2 separate regions of the Pan troglodytes genome follow, and region 2 is linked to region 1. The links are chromatin contacts, called in public Hi-C maps. All regions are on one chromosome and are shown on one strand. Each heading gives the region's core, a stretch centred on a gene start, on an enhancer-like site or on the middle of the called end of the contact. The rest is flanking DNA. Distances are from core to core; before and after follow the strand shown. Region 1 overlaps MEIS1 (Meis homeobox 1). Region 2 holds the start of MEIS1 (Meis homeobox 1).

Region 1 (5,932 bases), core at 2,231-4,730:
GTGCAAAAAGGACTGGAAAAATGAACTGTATTATTGCAATTTTTTTTTGTAAAAGTAGCAGTTTGGTATGAGTTGGCATGCATACAAGATTTACTAAGTGGGATAAGCTAATTATACTTTTTGTTGTGGATAAACAAATGCTTGTTGATAGCCTTTTTCTATCAAGAAACCAAGGAGCTAATTATTAATAACAATCATTGCACACTGAGTCTTAGCGTTTCTGATGGAAACAGTTTGGATTGTATAATAACGCCAAGCCCAGTTGTAGTCGTTTGAGTGCAGTAATGAAATCTGAATCTAAAATAAAAACAAGATTATTTTTGTCATGCTGACTCCACTGCTTGAAAAATTTGTTTACTGCCCCCCAGATTTTTAAAGATTAATACAGTAAATATAAAAATTAATTTTGGCTCCCTAAGCCATATATGTATTTGACAATTTTAACCACAAAGTAAGTTATTTAATAATAACCACTGATTTCTTTAAGCTGACTTAATGAACTCCTGATATCAGCAAATTTGAGGCCTAAAGGCACTAAACTAACTCTAGACTCAGAATTACATCCAACAGAATTACTCATCTAATATCAGTGAAATTATTCTTGCACATAAAGGCAAACCTAAGTACAAAGTTAAGTCTTTTACTAAAGGATGTTACCTAGGATGAGCAGTATATGTTTATTAGGAAATTAACTACACGAATTGAAGAGACCAGACTTCAAAATCTAATTTTTATAAATATGCTCTATGTTCTCATTGGATAAAACTGGTTATTAACCAATTTTCCAGAACAGCTGTACAAGATTTCTGCATGGCAGCCGGCTAAATGGTAGAAAATAATATGTTTAAGCTGGAATAGCTTATAATTTTATTTAAATAAAATTGCTGCTATAAAAAGTGCTTCCCAAAGCTAAGGAAAATATACAAATATTTTAATTAAGGCAAATTCGTTTTAAAAAATAAGCCTTTCAGTAGTGATTGCTTTGTAAACAAAGGATGGGTCGGAGGAGAGAGAGCCTTAAACTCAAGTCTGACATTCAGGCCCAAGTCACCCTATAAACCGGCCCTTAGCAATTCTATTTTCTATTCGAAAAGAGAAACCAGCTGTGGGTTGGCTTTACTAGGTGATGTGTGATTGACTGACTCACCTGCTGGAGTAGCAATGCATTCTCACCTTTTGCTGATGGGGCCTTGTTTCTAAACACGTGGATGCGCAGAGAGCAAGGCTCAGCCTACTGCAGCCATCTCTGGCAGCGCCTCTACCCGTCCCCAGCCCATAGATGGGATTGTTTAAATCTCCCTTGTTGACCTAGTGGCAATTCTTCCTCTACCTAAATAGTCGATGTGAGTGAAATCATTCTCTTTTGATAGGTGGTTGCTAGCAGTTAACAACCATTTATTTACTTTAAAAATTAATAATAAACTTTATAAACTAACTGTCTATTTGCTCCTCCTCCCCAGTACATGCCCGGGTGAGTTGGTTATTTTCAGCCTTTATTCCTGAGGAGGCTCAGGATGGGTGGGGGAGGGAAAGAAAGGGGAGGAGGTGTGGTGGGGAGAGGGAGAGAGGCGAGAGGGAGAGACAGAGAGAAAGAGAGAGGCGCTAGGGGAGGGAGGTTTACAAGTGAAGAGTAGTTAGGGAATATGGTGATTCTGAAGAATCGAGATCAGCAGTGTCCAGGAATTAGAAAAAATAAACTGCTATTTCCGTGAGTTCCCCCTCTGTGAGCCATTTAGGTGAGAGCCTCGCTCTTCGCAGTTCCTTTCTTCCCCTGCCTCGATGCCCTCCCCTCTTAATGCTATTTTAGCTTTTCCTCTTGTAAATTTCAGAGCCAGCTCGAAGGTTATTGAGGACACTTATCCGAAAGAGGCAAATAATAGAGGTGCTGAGAGTGTTTTTGATGTTTCCTAAAAGGCAAAAACAAAACGCCCTCCTCTAAACAAGGGCACAAAATTGTACCTGGTTTTTATTTTTATTTGGTGGTGGGGGGGTGGGGGGGGGTGGAAAGGGGGCTGGCTCTGGCTGAATGAGACTACTTTTTAATATGATTTAAATTTTTTTCAAAAAATTAAAAATATTTTACCCTATCATATTTAATCAGCTGTAATTATAACACATTCAAAATGAATAATATGCCTTGACAGTATTTTTATTGTTATTGTTCATTGCATGATGTTCGACTGCTTTAGAAGCACAGGAAAGAGAAGTAAACGCGCTACAAATGGGGAATTACCCTCGTTTAGCATTAAAATTCATTTAGATAAAATTGCCACAAACATTTAAATGGGAAGATTAGTTCCCCCTCACGCCTTATTGCACTCGCTCAATGGTTCCGTTAAGAACATTTTACACGTTGGAAATTCCGTCTTCTCAGACGGCTTGCTGTTTCCTAGTTACCCACATTCAAAGCAAAGGCAGCAGCAAAGGCAGCCGCAGCAGCAGCAGCAGGGAAAAAAAAAAAAGTTTTGGCAACTGGTCTGCAATTCATCCGCTGCTCGCCCCAGTCTCCCCTCCGCCCGCTGCAGTCTGCCCCCACCCCTTCCCCTTCCCCACCCCTACCTCTTTCCCCTCATTATGTAATGCGCAGAGTCCCGTCCTCGAGGAAACACGTTGCCTAGTTGTGTAGTATTTATATACAATGTTAAAATACAAAGAAAGACCCTAAAGTCAGTCGAGTCGGTTCCTCTCTGGGTCTCCCTCTCCCTCTCCTGTTCTAAAATGAAGATTTAGCTTGAATGTGCTGAGTTTCTCACATCCCGTACCCTGAGGCCACAAGGCACGTTTTTTGGCTTTCATTTCTGCCAGGACTTTTCCAGGAAATTCACCACTGCTTTTCGCTTGTATTAGAAACGTGTGAAAGAATTCGTCTGAAAAGTCCATGCACCGTCTAGCTTTTCTCTCCCCCTTTTTTTTCTTCTCCTTCTCCTCCTCCTCCTCCTTCTCTCTCTCTGTCTCTCTCTCCGCCCCCCACTCTCGCACTCCCCCATCCTCCTCTCTCCCCCTCCCTTCGCAGAGCCACAGGAAAAGAGGAAAGTCGGCTTCGACTGCCATCTTTTGGGGATTTCGAAAAACGACTCGGTAGGAAACGGAGGGAGGCGGAGGCGCGGGAGTGGGGGAAACCCCCTTATTATCCAGTGTCGGAACTGGCTCCCTTAATCTGATGCTTAAATATTTGATGTGGAAAAATTACCCATAAAATTAGTTACTAACAATTTCAAATTGAAATCACTTATCGAATTATAAACGCATTAAAGCTGTATGGATGGTATTAGGAGTTCCTCGGGAGGCAGCGGGTGTCTCCTTGAAGTGAGCCAGGCGGGCGAGTTTCGCCCCGGGGAAAAGAGCCCCCAGCCGAGCCCGGGGGCAAGGCCGGGAGGGCGGCGCTGCAACCTGGGCGCAGGGTCCGGGTCAGGGGGATCGAGCGGGCGGCCGGGTCCTGGTGGAGGCTGCGGCTGCTTCGGCTCGCGGGGGCGGGGAGAAGGGGAGGGGAAGGAGCCTTGGTGGGAGGCTCCGACCCCGGAGCAGAGGCGCCTACCAGCAAACTTCGTAGTGAAGTCGCAGGATTCTGAAAAGGAAAAACGCAAGCCCTGCCCTCCCCCTCCCTCTCGCGTCTCCCACGCGGCGTGCAGACCTCGCGCTCGACTTTGCGATCGGGGTTAGTTGCTGTGTGCAGTGTCCCCCAAGTCTGCGGGAGGAGCGGAAGGGTATAGGCTCCAGTCCTGGGGTTGGGCCCGGCTCCGTGCCCCGAGAGGAAATCCAGCGGGCAACTGCGCAGAGCTCCAGCCAGGACGGGCTACCCCTGAGTCCCTCGATGCGCTGGGTCCCGGCCTAGGCCCCAGTGCGTGGGCGGGCAGGTCTTTGCCCCGAGACCACAGCTCTGGCCGCGGGGGGTGGGGAGGTGGTTGCACGGGCGCCTGCCTTACCCTCCTGCCCTCACCCCCATCTGAGAGTCTAGTCTAAGGGACTGTTGACTTTGTCTCTGGAGATGGGGCGACCAGGGGTCTGCGAAGGAGGTTGTGGAGAGGCACCTCCTGGGTGCAGGTCCGGGCGCTCTTTCCTCGGAACCTCACGGAGTGCTTTGTAGTAGCCCGGAGACTTCCTAATAGACTTTGCCACATCGGGGGCCCCAGACTCCAGAGTCCCATAGTGGCCCTGGGAGCGCGACCCAGAGAGCCTGGGGGCTGGGGGGCACATGGAACGCGTGCACGGCCCGCTAGGAGGGCGTTGGGAGGAGAGTGCCGGAGTCTGGAGCCGCAGCCGGGAAGCCGTAGACAGCACCCCGACGCCTTAGGCAGAAGCTCCTCAGGATCAGTTTAAAAGCTCTGCAAATTTCCCCAGCCTTTCGGATACCCTCAGGCCCTTGGCCCACGGGAAGGCAGTAAAAACGTAACTTCATGCTGCAAAGCTCCCGGGTAGGCGCTTGGACGCCGATGGAGAGAGGCGTGGAACTGGGTAGTGGGGCGCCCTGCCTGGCTGGGCACTTTTCCTTGTCTCATTCTCGTCTCCCATGCCATGCCTTACCCACTGGCTGCTAGCGGCGCGTTTCACTTAAGGTGGCCACGGTGCGGAGACTACAGGAGCCTGGGAATCCCAGGGTTTGGGGAAAAAGTAGTGAGCGAGAAAGGGGGGGTCGGGGACCTGAGGAAGACAGCTGATGGCTGGGAGAGGGAGGGCTCCCTTTTCGGCCCGCTCTACCCGCCAAGGAGTCTGAAACATTCTCTCCCTAGGCGGAGCTGAAAGGAAAAACAAACAACGTATTGAGCAATCAGTTCGCCAACATCTGAGCTTTAAAGCGCCTTTGCTCTGAAAATAGTACCCTGGGGGTCTCAGTGGGGAGATGGGGGAAGCATTTTTAGGGCCTTGATTCTGGCTTGCCGCGCCCCACGGGTCACCCCTCCGCGCGCTGCCTCCTGGCATCCCGGCGCTCTCAGCCCACTGAGGGGAAACCCGGGCGGTGAAGCCCTGGAGAAAAGGGATTTAGTTTTAAGCCAGTCTCCCATCGATCGGGTCGGTAATTTCTACCCCTGCCCACTCGCAGACACACTCACCTCTACCCTAAAGCATTAAGGCCATTACGCGAGCAATGATCTTAATCTCCAGGCGGAAAACGAGTCCCGGGACCTCGCCGATTGGGGAAGCAGTGAATAAAGTCACCTGCTTCTGGCACCCGCTTGGCCCGCTCCTCCCGGTGGGGGCCGTGTGTGGCAGGGAGCGCCGAGCGGGGGTCCCTAGCTCCACGCCGAGGCGGACCGGGCAGGGGTCAGAAACCCTGTGTCTGTTTTCCGCGGGGTGACGACCTCCTGTAAGGGTGGGATTGCTTTTGCTTGCTTTCCTTCTCCCCTCCCTCTGCCTTTCTTCCTAGGCCTCCCTCACATCTCAGTACTCTCTCTTCCTCCTCCCCTCCCCCAAAGTGGCAAGTTCCCCTTCTCCACCTAGTGTCCAGAGGTTCTGCCCCTCTCCTAGTCCCCTGCTGCCTCAGGGCCGTCGCAGAAGTCTGGTAGCCCGACGCCTTTTTGCGCCCATCTACCTCGCCCACCTTTCTGGGCATGGGTGGGGTGGGGAATGTTCAGTGAGGCCCTTTTAAAGCCGCTTGCTGAGGGCACCCTGAGGCTTTAAAGAACCAGATTTCTCGATTTAGGGACGATCTCTGCGCCCATTGATAACTCCATCCCAAAGAAACCCAGCACAGCAGCAAACACCCTCAGCAGTCGCCTGCTCCTCAGCCCCCGCCTTGGCACAGAGCAGCGTCTGGCACTGCGGGGAGATGGAGGCGAGCCACGCGCACCCGTTCCCTTACTGGCCGACCCGCGAGGCGCCAGCTTGTTCTGGAGACTCAGTTTCCACTGGACAAAAGCAGGGGAAACACAACGCAAGGGCTGTGCAAATCCACGTTCCCGAGGCCCCTCCACCCCATCCCAATCTGATTTTTGAG
Region 2 (5,932 bases), core at 2,378-4,877, 140 kb before region 1:
ATTTGTACTACTGTAATTACATTGTAAAAGTGTTTAGTCCCTTGATTGTTCAGAATTAATTGTATAAAGGCCTAGAAGTTATATTAGGTTCACAGTTTAAAATGGAAAGACTGTGGGGGGCGGGGAGGGGCACTTTTCAAAACTACTGAGTTGATTTTAAGTCCGCAAACTCAAACTATCTCATTCTTTAAGGAAAATTTGTGTGTAGGTAATTTAAAGTACATTTTTATGGTAATCTGGCACATCATGGTTAAAGCATGCAGTTGTCTAGTCTTCCTCCTGCTTTGAAGATTTTGGTTATGTTTGCAAAGGGTGACTTACCTGAACCTTCTTTTCTCATCTGTGCTAGAAAACAAAAGAAAAAGATTACCGGAAAGCAACAATACAAAATAAATCCTGTTGTCAAATATATATATATATATATATATATATATATATATATATATATATATATATACTGACCTTTTCCAAATTTGAAAACGTGGCCGCAGAGTTGTGGTAAATTCAAGCCCCGTTACCTCTTTGCCGAAGATCCCCTGAGGCTGTTAAAGACCACAGTCCTCTAAGCGTATTTCGCAATAAATTTCTCTCAGTTAAATTATACTTACACAATTTCCCTCGCAGTTCATTTAAATCATAAACGTAGGTGTGCCCTGTCGGTGTTTGGTTTGACCCCCACCTCCCACCCACGCGTCTCCCTCCTACCCCCGAGTCGCGCAGATGCCTGGCGGGCCTGATGCGGGGACGATGATCACACCCCCGCGAGCAGCCGTCGGAAGGCGCTCAGGTATACCCCGAAGTCGGCTGGGGTTCCGGGAAGGGGTCGCAGACTGCCGGCCCAGCTTAGTCCTCTCCCTAATCGGAAAAGGAGCGTGCTGCCTGGCCCGGCCAGCGCAGCCTCCCAAGGATTAAACAGAAATCGCCTTCCTGAGACGGGGAGGTTCCATCTTGGCCTGAAATTCTGCTTCCAAGTTCATGTTGTGGGGCCGGGGAGCGACGGTGAGGCGTGGGGTGGGGGGTGGGGGGATGGGGGGAGGCCGGGAAGTGTAGGCAGAGGCATAAAGGCGCTGGTAATGCACCTGGCTGCCCACCCACTCCGTCCCCAGCTTTTACTCGCGGGCCTGTCTTAACCTCCCAAGTGATGTTTCAGGGCATTTGCGCCAGAAAACCTACACATGTATGTGATGGAAAAAAACTAAAAGATCCTGAAACTTAAGCGTCAGAAAAAAGACAGGGAGAAACAGAGAGAAAAAAGAGGAAGCAAATGATAAGGGATCCTGGAGATGGTTTAAACACACACACACACACACACACACACACACACAGAGGGAGAGCTCTTTCAAGGCAAAGCGCTTCTGAAGGTTTTGGGAGAACGTGTGTCAGCCCTTCAGGCACACACGGTGCCAGTACGGAGTTGGGGGCGGGGAAGGGTGCAGTGCAGGCGGCTGGGAAGGCTCATCTGCTCGGCTTTATGGAAACGCTCCTCTGTTGGGGGCAACCAACCCCGCGTTGACTCCTGCGAAGTGCTAAAGGAAGCGATAGATGTCGCCTAAGGAGACTACGGACGCACGGTGGAACCTCATTCCAGACCTATGTTCTGATGCTCGCCCTGTGTCTCCTGCTCCTCGGAAGCCCACTCTATAGAATCTTCAGTCCTACCTCGCAGACGGACGCAAATTATCTTTTACTTTGCGCTTAAGAGTTGGCTTCAATACATTTTAGAGCTCCTAACCTTTCCCAAACAATCTTCGGATGAAGGGATACCCCCAATCTTTCTCAAAACTCTTTCCCTACCTACACCCCCTTGAGAGTGAGGGTTCAGTCCGCAGCTGGCGAGTGGGACGTGGGTGGGGGCGATGGAGGCGCGGGCGGGGTGCTTGGAGGGAGTCAGCCTTTTGGCCACCTTAAGGGCGGGAATAGGGACTGGCAGTTCGCATTCCCCGCAGATCGAAGCTCCCTGCTGACCGATTATTTGATAATTGATTTTCCCCGCAGCCAATGCGCGGCGGCCTGGGCGGGGGCGCCTCCTGATTGGCCGAGCACTCCTCCACGGCTGCCTACCGAGATTTGGGTGAGCTCATTTTCCAGTCGACCGCAGGGGGAGTTTTCTGCGAGGTTTCAGCTGGAGGGAGGGGGAAAAATCCTCTCGGAGCCGAGCGAGCTGCGAGCCCTGCTTGTGGATGTGAGGTTTCCAGCCGCTGGTAGAGCTGCTGCGGCTGAGCCATCTCGGCAGATCAGAGCCCAGCGGACAGAAATATAAATACGAAAATAATGCCACTAAATATAATCACAAGGGAGAAGCTTAGAGCGGGAGAATAAAGAGAAGGGGTGAGGGGGAATTAAAGCCCAGGCAATAGGTGTTAAAGTTAAAAACAAAACAAAACAAAAAACAGTGGTTGGTTGGAGCCTCCGAGTTGTAGGTACAGGCAGCTTTTGTCTGAAATCTCAGCTTCCGAAGCGGATTTCTTTTTCTCTGGCACTGGGAGGTTTCGCCGAGCCAGGTTGGGGACGGGAAAGAGGAGCGCGGGGAAGGATGTCTGGGGTGGTGAGGGCAGGGCTTCGCTGGAGAAAGAGCTAGTGGGGCGCGAGGTTCTTACAGGCCCGGGAGAGGTCGAGGCTGGAGCCCCTCGGCGCCTCTAAGACAAAGGCAGCGGTGGCTGCAGCCCGAGCCTAGCACTCCGGCAGCGTCGCGCCGCGCCGCGCCCTGGGCGCACGGCCGCCTCACCCCGAGCGGGTCGGAGAAAGAGCCTCCCTCCCAGCGGCTCCCTGGCCCCGGCTCCGCCCGCGAGGTCTGGGCTGCTGCGAGCCCGCGCCGGGTTTCGCTTTCCGGCGATCATAAATAGCTTGGTGTTTGTAAACAGGCGCTGGGGGCACATTCCCCGCGCTCAGCTCATTGTTCCCTCCCTTCCTCTCTACTTCGCGCAGGACGCCTGGGCTGGGGCTGGGAGCCGCCGGGGCTAGGAGGTGGGGGAGTCCAGACCCGAAGTGACAAAATGCTAGCATTTTCTTTCCCCCGGCCGGGCGTCCACCTCTAACAGCAAAGAAACCTCTAAGCTGGGTCTGCAGAAAGCCCGAGCCACCTCAACCCCATGTTCTCAGGACTCCTTAGCAGAGGCTTTCCCAACCCGGCTTCTCCCTCCTCCTTTTCCTCCACGATCCCGCTTTGACTTTTCTCCTTGCAGTGTTTAGTTCTGAGAATTCAGTACTTTGCGCATCACCCCCTGCCCCGAAAAACACTGGCAGACCCCAATAATTTCGAGGAAAGTCATGAAGTCTATGCGCGGAGCCCTGTGCAAAATAAATTCCGCTGCTGCCTGCCCGGCGTTGATTCCCAATTTATTTCAAGAGAGTCGGCTTTGGGGAGAGAGTCTGCAGGGGGAGGGAGAGAAAAGAATACTGAAAATAAAGCCGGCGGCCGCGGGCTACTGCCTGCGTTTGTGTGCGTGTGCCCTGGGTGTGTGGTGTTTGTGCCTGGGCGTGCGATTTAATGGAGCGCCTCTCTGCCTCTCCAGTGCGGCCAGAGCTCGCTTCGCGCACCCACCCCTGCCGAGGAGCCTACTTGCTGCAGCCCAATGCATTGTGTAAGACGCGACCTGTTATGGCCACCACTACTTCCGGGTTCTAGCATTCTGGTCGGAATCCACCTCTCCGCCTGTGCAACACACACTTTACACACGCACGGGGACTGCAAACGGGCAGCATCGATCGTGGCTCCTTTAAGACAAACTCAGACAGACATTTTTTTTAACCCTCCTTCTCTAATCTCCCTCCAGTGCAGCACTTGCAAAGAGGGAGAGAGAGAGGGAGAGAAAGAAAGAGAGAGAGAGAAGAGAGAAACTGATTAGGAATTAGGACTGATTCAAGGGAAGCGAGCGCTAGGGCTTTGTGCATTTGAATATTAACATTTGAGGTGTTCTGACCAGAAGAAGACAGAGCGGATGATCATTCATTCACCACGTTGACAACCTCGCCTGTGATTGACAGCTGGAGTGGCAGAAAGCCATGAGATTTGGTAGTTGGGTCTGAGGGGCGCTCTTTTTTTTCCTTTTCTTTCTTTCTTTCTTTTTTTTTTTTTTAAACTGATTTTTGGGGGAGAGAAGATCTGCTTTTTTTTGCCCCCGCTGCTGTCTTGGAAACGGAGCGCTTTTATGCTCAGTGACTCGGGCGCTTTGCTTCAGGTCCCGTAGACCGAAGATCTGGGACCAGTAGCTCACGTTGCTGGAGACGTTAAGGGATTTTTCGTCGTGCTTTTTTTTTTTTTTTTTTCCCGGGGAGTTTGAATATTTGTTTCTTTTCACACTGGCCTTAAAGAGGATATATTAGAAGTTGAAGTAGGAAGGGAGCCAGAGAGGCCGATGGCGCAAAGGGTACGTATTAAAAAACAATTGTGGAACTCAAATGTGAGATTAAATTGAAACGTGGCCGAAAGACACTGCTAAAAAGTTTCCTTTTTTTCTCTCTCTCTTTTAAAAAATGAGGCTCCTAAAGCCGTGGCCTAAGCGAGAGGATTTATTCAATGCATTTGTAGACTTATGTATGTTACTTGGAGTTGTTAATTAAAGGAATCTATTTATCTATAGATTCCTAACCAGCAGCTATATAAATAAAAATGCAAGCTCAAACAATCATCTGGGTTTTTTTTTTTTTAAAGCTAGATACCTAAAGCTGTAATTTGAACATTCAGAGATCAGAAGTTTAAAGTTATGTTTAAACTAAAATATACAGCTGGAAACTTCTGATATGTTATTGATTATGCTCATCTTTAATATCACTAGAAGTATTCAGCTTTTTAAAGGAAATAACTTTGTCATAGTATAGCCAATTTTTTGGTCAAAAAACATTCATCTTTTTATAGTAATTTCAATTTGTATAGACTTGTATACAAGGCAATATTTTGCAAGTTTCTCTTAGATAAGCCCTCTACTAATTGAATACTAAGCACACAGTTACTCACTTTAAAAATGCAATACTAATTTCCCCATATTCCTTTTTCAATGGAAATGCAGTGAGAGTAAAGTGAGACAATGACAACCCAACTGAGGTAGTTTCTTAAAAGAAAGGGGGTCTACAAAAAGCCTTCCTTGCATAATTTGTGTCCTGGCCCTCAAAGCCCTGTTTGCAAAAGAAAGTTACTAGGCTGACACATTTTTCTTTACTCCTTTGGTTCAGGCAAATGTCAGCGTTCTTCCAAACTCTTTTCACACCTCTGGCTTTAAGGAGATGAAAGTGGCAATTCCTCCTTTCTTTGAAAATCATTTCACTCTCAGCGCCTCCAAATCTTGGGAAAATAACTGCCTGGAATGAACCAATTAGAAAAACCTAAATAGCTAAATTTCACACACACAAAATAATGACAATCAATATGAAAGTAGTTTTTTTTTTTTTCTGGAAGAGGAAGATGGAAAGTTGTGCATTTGCTTTTGAATTTGCTTTAAACCTGGTGAGTAACATTTGCCTCCTTGACTTCTAGTCTGGAAAGAAAGTTCATAAGAGTAAATAAGAAAATAGAATATTAGCTGCTTCAACTATAGATTTTCTTTAACTTTGGGGGTGGGGAATTGCCCAATTCTAAATTCAGCTCTGATGTTCAGGAAAAGCTACCCTTCTTTGAGTTTCACTTATAAGGGGTCAGTTAGTTTTGTATAATTTAGCAGAGTTTGTCTTGGAAAGCAAAAGAAATGCAGTGTCTTGTAGGACTGCCTAACCTCACGCTGGCAGGGAAATAAAATGAGAAGCCTGTCTAAATTCACGCGCTTTGCGTAGCTGTTCCCATCGTAACTTTTTTTTTTTTTTTAATTCCCCCTGATGTGAAGGGGCTGTGAAACTAGGCGGGTTTGCTGCAGTGTCCTGGCACGTTTTAATATTGTGATTTTGAATTTCTTCCTCCAGAGACATGCCCGTTTCACCTTCTACCCTCGGGAGAATGCTTCTC

The links. Hi-C and Micro-C count contacts between places; a contact is called where the count stands out from the background.
Region 2: a Hi-C map of stem cell-derived neural progenitor cells shows a contact between it and region 1, with 8 times the contacts expected there. The contact joins the promoter of MEIS1 here to the enhancer-like site in region 1. A contact is called at or near these places in 4 of 7 Hi-C or Micro-C datasets (blood, induced pluripotent stem cells and stem cell-derived neural progenitor cells), 1 of 1 datasets of contacts at active chromatin or transcription factors (stem cell-derived excitatory neurons) and 1 of 1 other capture datasets (stem cell-derived neural stem cells).

The regions. Positions count from the first base shown.
Region 1 is chr12:56,147,804-56,153,735 of NHGRI_mPanTro3-v2.0_pri, reverse strand. It overlaps MEIS1 (Meis homeobox 1), which reads left to right. Exons shown (of 13, transcript XM_063789038.1): 13 at 1-326. Among named protein-coding and RNA genes, the nearest start is that of MEIS1, 140 kb to the left of the region's middle. Within about 2 kb of position 3,480, at least 11 of the 24 cell types and tissues checked have an H3K27ac peak or open chromatin away from gene starts, as enhancers often do. A contact at or near this core is called in stem cell-derived neural progenitor cells, where this site is marked.
Region 2 is chr12:56,288,693-56,294,624 of NHGRI_mPanTro3-v2.0_pri, reverse strand. MEIS1 (Meis homeobox 1) reads left to right here and starts at 3,627. Exons shown (of 13, transcript XM_063789038.1): 1 at 3,627-4,367. The coding sequence starts at 4,356.